Linked DNA regions of Mus musculus: region 1 is linked to region 2. A link is a contact called in public Hi-C data. All regions are on one chromosome and are shown on one strand. Each heading gives the region's core, a stretch centred on a gene start, on an enhancer-like site or on the middle of the called end of the contact. The rest is flanking DNA. Distances are from core to core; before and after follow the strand shown.

Region 1 (7,176 bases), core at 359-2,858, 1.6 Mb after region 2:
ACAGTGCAGAAACCGTTTCTCAGAGTTGTGTGTGAATTCCAGGCAGGCTGCCCTGGTGCCACGAGAGCCGATAATGTTGCTCTTATCTGATAGAAAATGTCTGGTTCTAGAGCACTCTTAAAACTCCCCTGCAAAGATAATATTTTTCACTTCCAAAATATTTTCCACGCCTGCACAGGCTAAGTGGAGTGCTGCAGGTGATGCTGACGAGGCTTCTGCCTGCCCCTTTCTGGTAGTCACACGTAGACATTTTGATTCAGTTACAGTTAGTCGTGTGCGTGTGCGTGTGCGTGTGTGTGTGTGTGTGTGTGTGTGTGTGTGTGTGCGCGCGCGCGTTCTTACTGAAAGCTATAAACAGAGCCCACACTCAGATTAGTTTAAACAACAGAGTAGATATTTTTGTTAGTAATGGATGGGAAAAAAATCATCCAGGCATATGAATTTGCTTTATTCTCTAAGAATATAATACCTCTGGAAAATAATTCCTTGTGGTTGTATATACATTTCCATGTTGTATATTAAAGAATATTCTTTTGTGGCTTTATTCTTGAGTGGCAGGTTATCATGGCTGTTTATTTGAGAGAGGTGTGTGGGGGGGTGTTATCTTTACAGCATCTTGCCTAGAGCCCCTCAGTAGATGCTTATAAAGTTCATCTTTAATTTTTTAGAGAAATGGCACAAGATCAGAACCTAGATATCCAAGATCTAATCCAGTTCTAGTGTTGGTTTTTTTTGTACAGTTAGGTTGATCATTTGCTCTGAGCCTCAGTTTCCCCACATCGCTGTACTCACTAAGGGATCAGGATTTCTGGTGAGCACAAAAGACCTCTGCCAGTATTTTTCACTGAGAAAGCTTGGTGTAGTTTCCTTGCCTGGCACACTCACACTTTGGGTATCTGCTAATGGCATCTGAGTGAGACGGACCACTAAGATTGTGGCATAAAACCAAGAAACCCAGATTCGGTACAGTCCTAACTCCGAAGTACTTTGGACAAAAAAAAAAGGGGGGGGGGTGAGATGGTGGGATGTGGTCTTCAGTAACTTTGTGGCAAACCAATTTAGGATTCAGCATAACCAAAAGAAACAGTGCCACCTGCATCACTTAGTGGCTGTGCTCAGCTGCAGAGCAGAAAATGTTCATGGGCTTGGCTGCAAAGTGTCTCCCTCCCCAGACCCTCCACTGGGCTGTTTGGACCTATAAAACCGGGAGAATTGGGAATTTCAAAAACATCCTTCCCATCAAAAACATCCAGAGAACAAATTGTGAACCTGTAAACTGTTTTCCCTAAATTCAAGGGTGTTTAGCCCTTAAAGAAATGAATGACCCCTAGAAGGAAAACAGTCGTGGTCGGGGAGGGAGTGGGGGCGGGGGAGTAAAGCAAACAAATGGCAAAGACCACTATTGTGTTGTAAAGAAAATGCTTTGGGGCTTGGAGTCTTTATACAGGTAGATCTTTTGGAAGGCAGAATTTTGAATCTGTACCTTTCCTGCGGTTAAAAAGGAACACAAACGGAAAACAAACCGGAGATTTCTGTGCCACTGCGTCCCACTCCTTCCTCTGCTGCAGAGCTGCTCTGCGGAATGTGAGAGCGACTCACAGAGCCACAGCGCCACCTTTCTGCACGATGTGGGAATGACTCTTCACACTGTGCGAGGCCTGTTGACTGGCTGGCTCAAGCCATTCTGTGGGCGAGCCTCAGGAAGGAAACAGCTCCTGGACGCTCAGATCGTAAAGGCAGAGCAGCAGAGGCCAAGAAATGAGTTTTCTTTTCTTTGGCCCCTTAGCAATTAAACTGGTAACTTAATCGGATATTAGGGACCGTGAGTCATAAACCCTATGTTTAATTAGTTTGCACCCACTGAGTCATTTTACATGCTAGACATTTGTAATTACAACCTGCTGCAATGCAGCAGGGTCCTGAGCATTTTTTTAATTGTGTCATAAGATATTCTTCTCGCTGCTGAGTCTTTAAAAATATAGAAACACTCTTAGTTGAGATGTTTTTCTTTTCAATTTTCAGTTGCAAATCAAACATGCAGTTACAGAAGCAGAGATTCAAAAATTGAAGACCAAGGTAAGCACCGCTCCGTGGTGTTTGAATTGTACTCTTTAAACTTCAGATACTCTGGGAGTAATGGATTTGCTCCCGTGCACTTGAGAGCATATTTCCATGAGATGGTCATTTCCAACATTAAGTACATCGATGGACCTGTCTTGAGACTGAGCATAACCGCACATAACCAGAGAAGGCCACAGGGCACTTGGTGTTTTAAGTAGATTTAAACTGTTTAGTCTCTCTGAAATTTCATTAAAAATAATATTTTTAATGGCTCAAGCATCTGTGTATTAATTTCTAAAATATAAGCTGGTATAGCAAATCTCCTTTCTGTCATTTACCTTATAATAATTTCAGCTAATTTACTGGAAGCAATGTATTGTTTTAATGTGGAACATTAATTTCTTTTTAGGAAAAACTTCCCATGTCTAAGAAGTAAAGTTATAAGCTCATTCTATGCATTGTGTAATTAATTTAGATTCAGCTGCTACTGGAAATCTTGAGATATACTCACTTCACATTATTTAAATTTGTTGAAGAGAAAAATATTAATAAAAGAAAATATTTTTAATCTCTATGAAATAGTGAGACATCAAAGGAAACTGTAAAATTCTTGTACAAGATACAGTTCTAGCTATTGTTGTTCATTTCTATCAAATGTATGTTTTCAGAGACTTAAAAATATCTTCAGTTGCTTTCAAACGATGCTGTATTGTTTCCATAGTCTTTTTAAAATTACAAAATAATTATTGCCTACGTCGAGTGATCTGTTTTCTGATTCACAGTGAATACATGCTTTGGGTTTTCCATGTGTTTTAAATGGAGATGAGTTAGCTGGTTAAATGGAGATGAGTTAGCTGGTTAAATGGAGATGAGTTAGCTGGTTAAGTGGAGATGAGTTAGCTGGCTACTTTGGTTAAGTGGCATTCCTGACTAATACGCTCTGGAGCTCTCTAGTCAAAGCTTATTTCAGCATCATTCATGGTGTCCGCGGCGCACCGTGAATTTTAAGTTTAAAGCTAGCAGGGCTGGTACCTAAACAACTGCTATAAAGCATTCATTAAAGATGCTGTAAAAAACCAAGCCCTTTTTATCTGAAAACTGTTTTTTGACTTTAAAAAGCAGATCTTATAAACTGTTGGTTACAAATAGGGAAAAGAGCCCCTGTGTTTATAAATGCTCCCATAGACAGGCTTAGGCATTTATTTATGAAGAATTAATTTAGAAAAGTCTACAAATTACTATTTTATATTTTCCTTTTAGGTTGGTATATGATAACACTTGAAAACATGTGATTATTATCAATGTTATATAGATTTCTTCACTTCAGTGTTTGGGACTAATCTTTACTTTGTAACCTCTTGTCCACATGTATTTAGTAAAATACTTTTCACAAAACTATTCTTGTGACATAGAAATGTGTACATTTGTGTGAATGTGTATCTCCATTTGTTCAATGCTCTATAGAATGGGGATGTCATTTGAACCTTGATAGCTTTGTACGTAGAAAGGGTAGACAGAGTAGCAAGGTGAAGAGAACGTGGTTGTCAGGGCAATTTAAACCCTCATCTGAAACTCAGTGTCATGAGTTCTGTATTAAGAGCAGCGCTGGACCGGCTTCCTCTTTCCTGGACTCTATAACCAAGAGGCCCAGAAAAAAAAACTGCACTCTGTGTTTCTAAGAACTTCCAGAGACAGAAACTACACAGAGCTGTCTTTTTGATCCGTTGGAGGGATTTAAATTAACAGGACAACTATTAATGCCTTTATTTTTTCCCTGTCTTTTATACATAGTATAAAGTAAGGTTTGAAAAGCTGTAGATGTATTTAACACTCCCTGTGATATACTGAGTGACAGAATGTGTTCATGTCAGTTGAAATCAACAACCTAGAAACATCCCCCAAAGGGTTAAAAGCACAGTAACAGGAGCTGACTCTCTCAAATGGTTAGGGTGCCCACGAGGTGTTGCAAGGATGCAGAGTGGTGAGAGCACAGGTGCCCTCTGACTCTAAGGGCACCTGAGTCACCACCCGAGACACAGGTGGTAACTCTTAGAAGCCTGAACCTCGTGCCCACGTGTTGAGGAGAACAACCCATAAGCTAAGTCCCTTCCTCACCATTAGTGCCTTTGCTTCTGCTCCTTTCCCACCCCCGCTCCCTTCTTAATTAATCATCAACTTCCTGTCCTACTCTTTATTTAACGTGCTTTCAAACAACGTGTGTCAACATTTAGTGGACCTAATCAGTGATGCGCTAGACACCATTTCCTGCTTGCAGTATTTCAAACGGCATGCTAGCAAAGAGAGTTCATGGGAGTTCATGTCAGATTTGTGTTTGGTCTTTTATCAGATGGGTAACCTTGAGCAAATCATTTCTCTTTTCAAGCCTTCCGTTTTATCCTCTATGGATATGGAAAGAACAGTTGCTCTTCTCATCTTGAGCTGTTTTGATGACTGACTGATTGTATATAACAATAGGGTTTTATCTTAAAAAGCTAATAGTGTGGAGAGATGGTGCTACAGACATGCCCAAATTATTTTTGCCTTGACATTTGTTTTCTCCAGCTTCAAGCAGCCGAAAATGAGAAAGTAAGGTGGGAACTAGAAAAGAACCAACTGCAACAGAATATAGAAGAGAATAAAGAACGGATGCTGAAGTTGGAGAGCTACTGGATCGAGGCTCAGACATTATGTCATACGGTGAATGAGCATCTCAAAGAGACTCAGAGCCAGTACCAAGCCCTGGAAAAGAAATACAACAAAGCAAAGAAGCTGATCAAAGACTTCCAGCAAAAGTAAGTGCTCATAGTGAGCTAAGGGCAGCACAGGCACAGGGAGAGGAAGGCTTGTCCCCGGGTGTTTACACTAGTCAGAGGGGGCAGAAGGACAGGCCGGGCTGTCCCTGTCAGATCACAGCCATGGTGGATTAAGGGAGTAACTTTTCTCATGGGAACATTCTGGGTGTTGCTGTTTGACTCCGCCTGAGTGTCTGATAGCATTGAGACTTGTTGGTTCTTTTGGAAAGCATCTCTATGATTTAGGAGCCAGGAGTGCGGCTGAGCTTAGTCAGGATGCTTGGCTGACAGTTGGGCATGCTACATGCAGAAAAGGCTGGATGGGCCTCGTCTGTGTTCTTAAAATCAGTTTCCACAGACCTCGCCTCTACAGGCAGTGTGGACACTGACTTACAAGGCCTCCACACGAGCTGCGTTTCTCAGTACGACTGTCAGGGCCCCAGGTCACCACACTAAGGCAGACCCTTGCCATGCCCTGCTGTGAAATTTCAGTAGCTCTTTTCTGAGCTGTGCATCTTCCTCTCCTCCTCCTGGGTTTGACGTTACTGAGCATGCCCAGAGGGATTCTCATGAATTATTCCTGACTCACTAGACCAAACACCAGCACCTTTTGTGGTTTTCTGTGACAAGCCTTAGAAGCTCAATGTGTATGTACATCATCTTGTTTCTTTCCTGTCTTAGAAGTAATATTTTAATAGCTCAAACAAATAGCCATAAGAAATCATCTGAAGGAGGATGATTGCTCTTTGTTATTATGAACTCAATACATCACCATTGCAAGTTCCTACTAACAACACTGCATCTCGCTGTAAGAAATGACCAGGTTGGCTTTCAGAATGGACGAGTGTCACCTTCTTCTGTATTACCCGTGAAAGTGTGACAGTTGTCTCTATGCCCCTCCACTGGTTTCTCTCTAAGTAACTCTTCAGATACGTCTACTTTCATCTGTTGTTAAGTATTAAAAATATAAAATCATTTCTGCTGACAGGAGGCTACCACCATTAACTTCCCCACAGAGTCATCGTGCCATAACTCCTGTGTCCATGAGCTCTGGATGCACAGCATGCTGAGAAAAATCAATATACTTTCCGTACTTGTGATTAAATCATTAAAGATGTCTTTTCACTTGTTGCCATAAACTTCCCCACTAACTACATTTGAGTTTCATTTATTTAAACAGCTCTCAAGTGTTTATCCCGCGGTGTACTTGAGTGCTTCTGAAAGAATTTCCACATTTCCGCACTTACTGAAAGTTTTCTACAATTGAGCCTCTAATTTTCTTCTTTAGAGAGCTCGATTTCATCAAGAGACAGGAAGTAGAAAGAAAGAAGCGGGAGGAGGTGGAAAAGGCTCACCTGCTTGAAGTCCAAGGCCTGCAAGTTCGGGTGAGTGAAGTTCTCACAGTCACTAATGGTGAGGCAGCTCTGCCCAGAGGAGTGCAGGATAGCCCAATTTATGAGTGGACTTTTGTTTTCTAGATTAGAGATTTGGAGGCTGAGGTGTTCAGACTACTAAAGCAAAATGGGACCCAGGTTAACAACAACAACAACATCTTTGAGAGAAGACCATCTCCCGGGGAAGTCTCGAAAGGAGACACTATGGAGAATGTGGAAGTCAAGCAAACATCCTGTCAGGACGGCTTGAGCCAAGGTTGGTCTAGCCTTACCTAAAACATCCTTGCTACTGACAGTGTAAGCAGTACTTAAGTTATTCCTCTGACTTGGAGATTGCAGAGCTCAAACTGCCTCCCATGAGTGTCAAGGCAAAGAGCCTGTCATGTCAGCTCGTATCAAACATAAATGCTTCATTGTAAATGACAAAGCTCCAGATAAAGGCAGACCTAAGCATTACCTTAAAGTGTCATAAATAAGTGCATTTAGTAAACTGCATCAAAAGTAAGAGTTTATTTCACCTAGTCCTCACCCTCAGAGTAAATATGTCGCTCTGGCATCAGAAAACTGGCTGCCTGTTTCTAGTGTTCCAGACTCATTTGGGGAAGGGGTTCCCTTCACTTCTGTTTTTTATCTTGGGGCCTACCTGTGCTTCCATGGCCATCTTGTCTAAAATCAGTAAGGAGAAAACATGGCACCAAACATAACCAAGGTCCATACCCATCGCTTACCTGTTCTCCTACACTCGTGTTCCATACCCAGAGTGTGTGGGTAGAGCATCTGAAATGAACACTTCATTGTCAGCAGTGCATCCACACATTACAGATGGAAGAGAATGTGTGCACCTAACTGCTCACGGGGCGGGACTTTCTGTTTCTTTGTTTCACATGTCTGTGTTGCCTTGCTGGGAAAGAAGGAAGAATGCCCTAGAG
Region 2 (7,124 bases), core at 2,833-5,332:
TAATGCATGAGTACTTTTCTTTTTTCTTTGTCATAATATCTTTCTCATTGGAAGAAGGAACTGTAAAGTGGAAGACAGACTTGGATTAGCTTGAGTTGTGATATTGGAAGGCTCTACAGTAAGCCAGTGTATGTGGGAGTGGGTTATTAGGCTGGATCACACTGTGGCTAGTTAGGTTAAAAAGGATTAATATTTGCAATTTCCATGCTGGTTCAGCTCCCTAGGAAAACGAGGGCGGGGAAGAGGAGAACGGTTTGTCTGTCGAGCTGTCTGATGAGCCAGAGGCTCTTGTTTTATTTTTTATTATTTTAATTGTATATTTTGAGACTAGTGTAAGGTCTAAGGAGAAACCTTGGACATCATATGCATGGCGCTGGAGACCAAGGAGTGGTTCAAAAGCAGGGTCCTAGATCTGATGAGGAAAGGTGAGGGGTGTCTGTCTGTGTTTGTTACACAGGGGTGAAGTCCTGGCTGCTGATTAAGAAGACACATTCATGACGTGGAGAAACAGAGAAGCTGTATGTTTGAGGGACGTTTAGAAAGCAGAATCCAAAAAAAAGGGGGGGGGGGAAGAAAAGAAAAGAAAGCAGAGTCCAAGATTCAGGGTTTGCTAGATATGAACAGGGAAAGCCCAAGAAGCCCCGAGGCTGGAGGGGCTGCGATGCTCCTCTCAGCATAGACCTTGTTCTTCTAAGCGGATCTAAGAGCCGAGAAAACACAGGGAGGGCGCGCATGGCACTTTACTGTCTGACTCCCTGAATGTGCTGTGTGCTCTCCAGTATTAGCATCCCAGTAGTGGCAGACAGTGTGTCATGGAAGCTGAGCATTATTTTTAAAGAGAGTTTAAAAGTTTTAAGGTTTCCAATGTTATTATCGTCAATGTTTTTCATACAGTAAATACATGAAAATATGTTAAAATCCCAGACTTGGGTTTACATTTTAACAAAAGAAATTGATACGAATATTTGGCAAAGGGTCAAGAAAAAAATTTATGACTTCTGATTTTTGTGATTTATAAGTAGATCAATGTAGTACATTTCTATGGTTGAAATCAGTTTTTATTCATTACTTACTTTTTCCATAAAGTGATTAAAATGTTTTTATTACCTAATCTTATTTCAGGTATGGGTTAAAATAGTCATACTTTAATATCCCTTGCACAAGTGTTCATAAATCATTTACTTGTAGCCTTCTTTCAAATTGTAATGTAACCAGTACTCCACTAGATGGCACTTTAAACCTGATGAAAACAGGGTAGGCATTTACAGCCTGCTTTACTTACACAGAAACAAACTGAGAAAGCCGCTACATTTCATAGATTGTTATTGTTGTTCTAGTGGGAATATAAGAAATGTACCATTTTTCCACGTAATCAGACATATGGCAGTTCATTATAATCTTATGTGGTACATGGTTTGAGGGACCTGAGATCTGAGAATAGGTTTGCATTATATAATTAGTTTGAATTGTTTCTTTTGGAAGTAGATCAACCCTATATCTATTTGTTCAGTGATTTATGACTTTAATAATACTGATCAAATATTGAAAACCATATATTTTTTCTTGTTCACTGTATATAGATTTTGGCAACTAAATTTATTAATTTTTTGCTTTCAATTAGGGCTCTAACAGGATGTTAGCTTTACGAGACCACAGCAGTTGTAACTGTCATTTCTGCCCTGCCATCTTGACTGATGAAAAGATGCTAACAGTTAAAACACACACAAGACAAGAGAGCAGACAGGAAATGTATGCTTAGAGGAACAAAATCTCTCCTCCTCATCCTTCTAACACACTCAGTCTGTCTGTCTCTCTGTCTCTGTCTATCTGTCTCTCTTAGCTTCCTGCCCTCTAGGTAGAGAATCAAGCATGTGTAAACTGTGATCTAATATGAGAGACGTTGGGGTTCCAGGATTTATTCTATTAATTTTCTGCAGTTTTGATAGTGACCTATGAACTGAGGGATTCATGTCAGTTTGCATTATATAATTAGTTTGAATAGCTACCTAAAATTGAGTGCTATGTGTATAAGGTGCTGTTTGTGCTGACTTTAGTTGTGAGGGGGGCAGTTACAACTAGTTACTTATGGATTAGGTTTTGGGCTCAATCAGTATGGAGTTTTGGATAATTTGAAATTACCAAAATGCAAAGCTTGTAGTTGTTTTATTTTTTCCTTAAACACAGATGAATTCCCTAAGAAGTGACCCTGTGATGTGAAATTGTTTTTTAAAATGACCATTTCGTTCCTTAGAAACCGTAAATATCTTGGAAATGTTCTCCTCACATCCTTCATTTGAGGGCTTGCTTTGTTTTATGGATTTGAATCCCCATAAAACCTTTTGTTTTTATGTTGAGATTAAAAGTAGCCCGGCTAAAGCAGAAATACTGACTGAAATATCTGTTACGAATCTTTTTCTTCACTTCTCATAAAGCTACATCCGCAGTCTACGTTTTCTGTGTGTTTGTTCCTGTAGCGTTATCTACCTCCGAGATAATCGAATGGAGGAGCAGCTAGGTGGTAATGTAGTCAATGTGCTGCGTGTGAGACCGGGAAATAGCCTCTAAACAGCAAGTTCCCTGCCAGGTTGCTCAAATAAGCCAGGCTGCTTTATTCCCTTAATAAAATATTGAACATCGATGCTTACTTTTGATACTGTGTCTGGTACAATGGCATATGTTATTTACTTTCATTAGAGGAAAACATAATTCTAACACCTATACATGTATGTATGTCTGTACATACCCGTGGTTTACAAGTCCCAATTGTTGCCTTGCTTCTTATGGCTTCCTAGTGTTTTCATGCCATGTTTTTGTTTTTCAAATCAAGGCTCTTTATTGCTTGATTCTGCATCACAATTTCATAATTGCATTTTGTTCTGGTCCTCGCTTTAAACTTGGATTTCTCTGTGTTCTTCTGTCTTCTGAATTTCTCTTTCCTCCCTGGGGTTGAGAGCACTTGTGCGCTGGTCTTTTGTCTCCTTTCTTCCCTCCGCTCTGCTGGCCTTGCTGTTTATTTGTTCATCAGGCTCTTTAGTCACTGCTGGAGGGCAAGGCCGATTTTTACTCAGCCCTGGCTGTGCTGTGGAGGAGAGTTTTACATGTGGAGAATAAAATCAACATTTGCTCCATGCGGCTCCACTGACCGAGGGTCGGTATCAGAGCCTGTGAAGCAGGCTATCAAGCCTAAGTGATGGCACCGTGGGCCCAAGTGTTCTTGTGCTTTCTCGGCTTTCGTTTCCTCTGTCTGCAGTTGGATCCACGACTTTGTCTCTTTCCAGCTTTAACTATGAGATGCGTTGATGTACATTTTCTGTATTTTAGTGACTGACCGTTTTGTTGCATTTTTATAGCATTTACTTGTTGGCAAATTAGTTTTGGATTTTCACATTTTAAAGAGCTTTTACAGTGCACTAATCTTAATACTCATTTAATTATACTCTGTAACTATAAAATAAATCCTTAAATACTTCATTAATAATATAACAGTTGGCAAGACTGAACTGTTTATTTCAAAATTTACCTGACCTATCTCATTATTGTAACCTCTTTTTTCTTAACATGTTTTAATATGCCGTAAAGGGTTTTATTTGGATCTAGTTTTTTCTGTTTGCCTTAAAATTTTTATAGGGAGTCTTTTGTTCATTTTGTATATAAAATATCTCATACTTATGAACTACCCTGTTGATTCTATTTTAGATACAGAATTGCATATTTTTGTACATCTCTAATGCTAGGCAGTGAGTTTTTAACTCTAGCAAAATTATGCAACAGTTATATTAAAATATGCAGTGTAGCTGTTTGTGTTTATTTTTCTCATTTACATACAGAAAATACTCTTACATTTTTGTGATTTCTCATTAATAGAAGCATTATGAGTTTATGGACCATGGTGCTTACCACAACTGTCTTTGTCTCATATTTCTTTTGACTATCCCTCCCTGTTAAATTACAGAATGCCCTGTAATTGTTCCTGGAGTGCTGTGGATCTGGGCACTGCACAGCATCACGATGTAGTTCCCAGTGTGGCTGGGACTAAGCAGGCGGCCTGCTGAGGGAGGAAGTGTGTAGGGAGGGATGAGGTGGAAGGAAGCAGTGCCTGGCAGGCTGCACATGCAGCAGCTGCAAGAGACACAGTCTCTTCCAAGCAGTATGAATGAGCTCAGATGTGCATTTCACAGAGAAGTCACTAGATGGGCTGGAAGGAGGGCTGTTTTATTGGGATGCAGTGATGTATCAGGGTATCTGGGTCCACAAAAGTGTTAACGGGAGAAAGACCACTGTCACAAATCATCAAGGCCAAACTAATTAAAGCAAGCAATTAGTTAAAGCAAGCTTTTTTATTTGTGTACACAAGCTGCCTCCTCCTAAGGTGGGGATTGAGAGGTCAGACTTGGGTGTGAGGAAGACAAGGGTTTGTTTGTTTGTTTGTTTGTTTATGTATATAGCGCAGGGTTTCTAAATCAAGGATTTGGTGGGTTACTAGAACAGAACATAAGCATAGCATGTTAGCCATAAGGGCCTGCTGAAACAGAGACATGATTACAAGTGGTCGTGACAACAGGTAGTCATAGCAGGGTAGCCATAACAACCCTTTTGAAACCAAGTTAGGGTTGCAAGATGGTAATTAATTTTTGAAACAAAGTTATGATTGCCATTCCTGGACCGGGCAGAAGGGAGCCATTTGTAGTTATGGTTACAAGGAGGGTATAGCCGCATCCTTGAGAAACAGAGTTTTAATCATAAACTGGAATGCACTTAGTGTGTCTTTACTATAAGATGGCTTTTAAGCCTAAGGTTGAGGCATGCTGGTTGTTGAGAGGCCCTCACTGTATGCTCTGCCTTTTCCTGCCTTGCTCCATTTGTCTCTGCCCTTCACTTAGGATTGTCCCATTAGAGTATGAAGTGCTCCATGTTGGTTCCTCGTGCTCTCGGATGCTGACTGAATAGATCTCTAGGAAGGACTGGCATCTGACCTTTGTATGCTTACACAGATTGTAATGGTTTTATAAACCCATCATATTTTTGAAATGTACATTTGTGAGATTTTTAAATGAAATCACATTTTCCCTTTGGCAATTTTAATAACTTTAAAGCGGATGAAAAAATAGGTTTGAAGAGGCTAAATCAAATTTCCAAGGTTGTAGAGATGCAACTAAAGCTGGAGTGTCTTTGCCTTCAGGTCAGCCCGCCTGTCCTGGGTTGCAGGAGAGCATCAACATGCTGTTGTGTGCTGTAATGTGCTAGTTACACCCTGAAGATGAGAGGGTCGCTTGATCATTGCACGCCTTTGAGGTTTTGGACTTAGCTAGCTACAAATGATAGTTTCCAATTTAGTAACGTTCAACATTTCTTTTTGAATGGTACCAACTGCATTTATTTGATTGTGGTGCTTAGGTGACATCACACTCTTGAAACTTGTATTTGAGATGCCAGTGCCTTTTTAAGGGAAGGAGGTTTATGAGAAAACTCTGAGTTCTCTTTCTAGTTCATCCTTCTCACTTTATATTTGCATTTAATGGGTGGAGGCTGCCTGTCTTCCACAGGTGGTGTGGGTTTCACCACCCCACAAGTTGAGCACCTACTGTCCGTGGTGCTAAGTGGATAACTTCCTTTTCCCATCCCCTGCTGCTCCAGGAGTGCTGTTCTCATTGTGTCAATGGTAGGGGGTTTTGTTGTTGTTGTTGTTATTTATTTATTTATTTATTTATTTGGTTGGTTGGTTATGTGTGTGTTCAGGTCCATGTACACGGTCACTTGGGTATATAGAGTCCAGAGGCCATTCTTCAGGAGCCCTCCACCGTATTTTTGAGACTAGATCTCTCACTTATGCCTTGGATTGTAGGCTGGACAAGATGGCTAGAGAGCCCAAGAACTAGCCTGTCTCTACCTCCCCATTGCTGAGATTACTGGAGCAAACTCACGTCCTGTGGGTTCTGGGAATTAAATTGAACTTCCCAGGCTTATGAAGAAGACAACTGAGCCATTGCCAGGCCCAGGATGCTGTACTCATGCTATACTCATGGTACCTATCACATCATACTGTTATCCAGAATACTCATGTCTTTGCCCCTTTCTGTTAGGATATTTTGTAAATTGAGTTTGATGTACAGGGTTGACTTTTTTTTTTTTAAATGCCTGTGTTCTCTTGTTGAATACTTTAAAATTCAAATGTTATCTTGTTCTTTTAAGTTTCAACATAGTATTCTGACACATTTAGCTTGAATTTACAATAGGAGTTAATTCTATAGTTTATAATTTTAAAAATATAAATTATGGTTAAAAGATATCAAAGCAAGTTATTTTTTAATAAATAAAATGACCTCAATAAGTCATAGAACATCACTCTATGTTCTAGTTGGCTGATACATTTTGTGATAATTTTGTTATTTATTTAGTGATGATTTGAGCTGATGAGATGGGTCAGTGGATAAAGGCACTTACCACAAATGCTGACATGAGTTAGATCTCTGGGGCCCACATGGTGGAAGGAGGGAACCAACTTCTGCATGGAGTTTCCTGTCCTGCACATGTATGCCACAGTGCACCCTCCAAACAAGTCAATAAGCTTAGTGCTGCTTTATTAAAATGTTTGCTAAGCATTACACTAATGATTATAAGGATTTTAAATAACTGCTTCTTTTTTATACTTAAATATATTTGATACTAACTTTGGAGAGAGGAATGGCTACGTTGTTCTATGTTTATAACAGCTGAGGGGCTCCTGGCAGTTGATAGCTATTGGGAGGAGGATTCATTTTCCTTAAGAGTATAGCACAGGCTCTTCAGAAAGCACACATCTAAGCGTATTTGTGCAACACAAATTGGATGGGATGGGTTTAAAATATAAAGCGATTACAAAGTTGGACAGATGAGAAAGAATTCGATGGGTCTGGAAGGAGTTGGGAGAACACTGAATGGGATTAAAGCACATTATATGGAATTCTCAAAGAACTAATTAAAAATAGCATTTTTTGTTTTGCTGTTGTTAAGACTGGGTCTTTGGTTTTTCTTAGAGACTTACTGGATAGCTCAGGCTGACCTTAACCTCAAGAGCTTCCTGCCTCAGCCTCCCAAATTTTAGAATTATCAGCATTTGTACCATACCTATCTTAGTGTAGTATCAT

What was found. Hi-C and Micro-C count contacts between places; a contact is called where the count stands out from the background.
Region 1: a contact with region 2 is called in a Hi-C map of cortical neurons, with 7 times the contacts expected there. The contact joins two enhancer-like sites. A contact is called at or near these places in 2 of 15 datasets of contacts at CTCF or cohesin (large pre-B cells and pro-B cells), 27 of 484 Hi-C or Micro-C datasets (the AML12 cell line, the AtT-20 cell line, B cells and 21 more), 2 of 115 datasets of contacts at active chromatin or transcription factors (astrocytes and neural progenitor cells) and 1 of 9 other capture datasets (embryonic stem cells).

Annotation. Positions count from the first base shown.
Region 1 is chr6:5,108,978-5,116,153 of GRCm38.p6, forward strand. Ppp1r9a (protein phosphatase 1, regulatory subunit 9A) reads left to right here. Exons shown (of 16, transcript NM_001363809.1): 8 at 2,023-2,076; 9 at 4,624-4,853; 10 at 6,142-6,238; 11 at 6,332-6,503. Among named protein-coding and RNA genes, the nearest start is that of Gm46949, 41 kb to the right of the region's middle. Within about 2 kb of position 1,609, at least 212 of the 459 cell types and tissues checked have an H3K27ac peak or open chromatin away from gene starts, as enhancers often do. A contact at or near this core is called in cerebellar granule neurons, cerebral cortex, cortical neurons and 5 more, where this site is marked.
Region 2 is chr6:3,508,734-3,515,857 of GRCm38.p6, forward strand. All of the region lies in intron 2 of Vps50 (VPS50 EARP/GARPII complex subunit), which reads left to right. Among named protein-coding and RNA genes, the nearest start is that of Vps50, 14 kb to the left of the region's middle. Within about 2 kb of position 4,083, at least 57 of the 459 cell types and tissues checked have an H3K27ac peak or open chromatin away from gene starts, as enhancers often do. A contact at or near this core is called in cerebellar granule neurons, cerebral cortex, cortical neurons and 5 more, where this site is marked.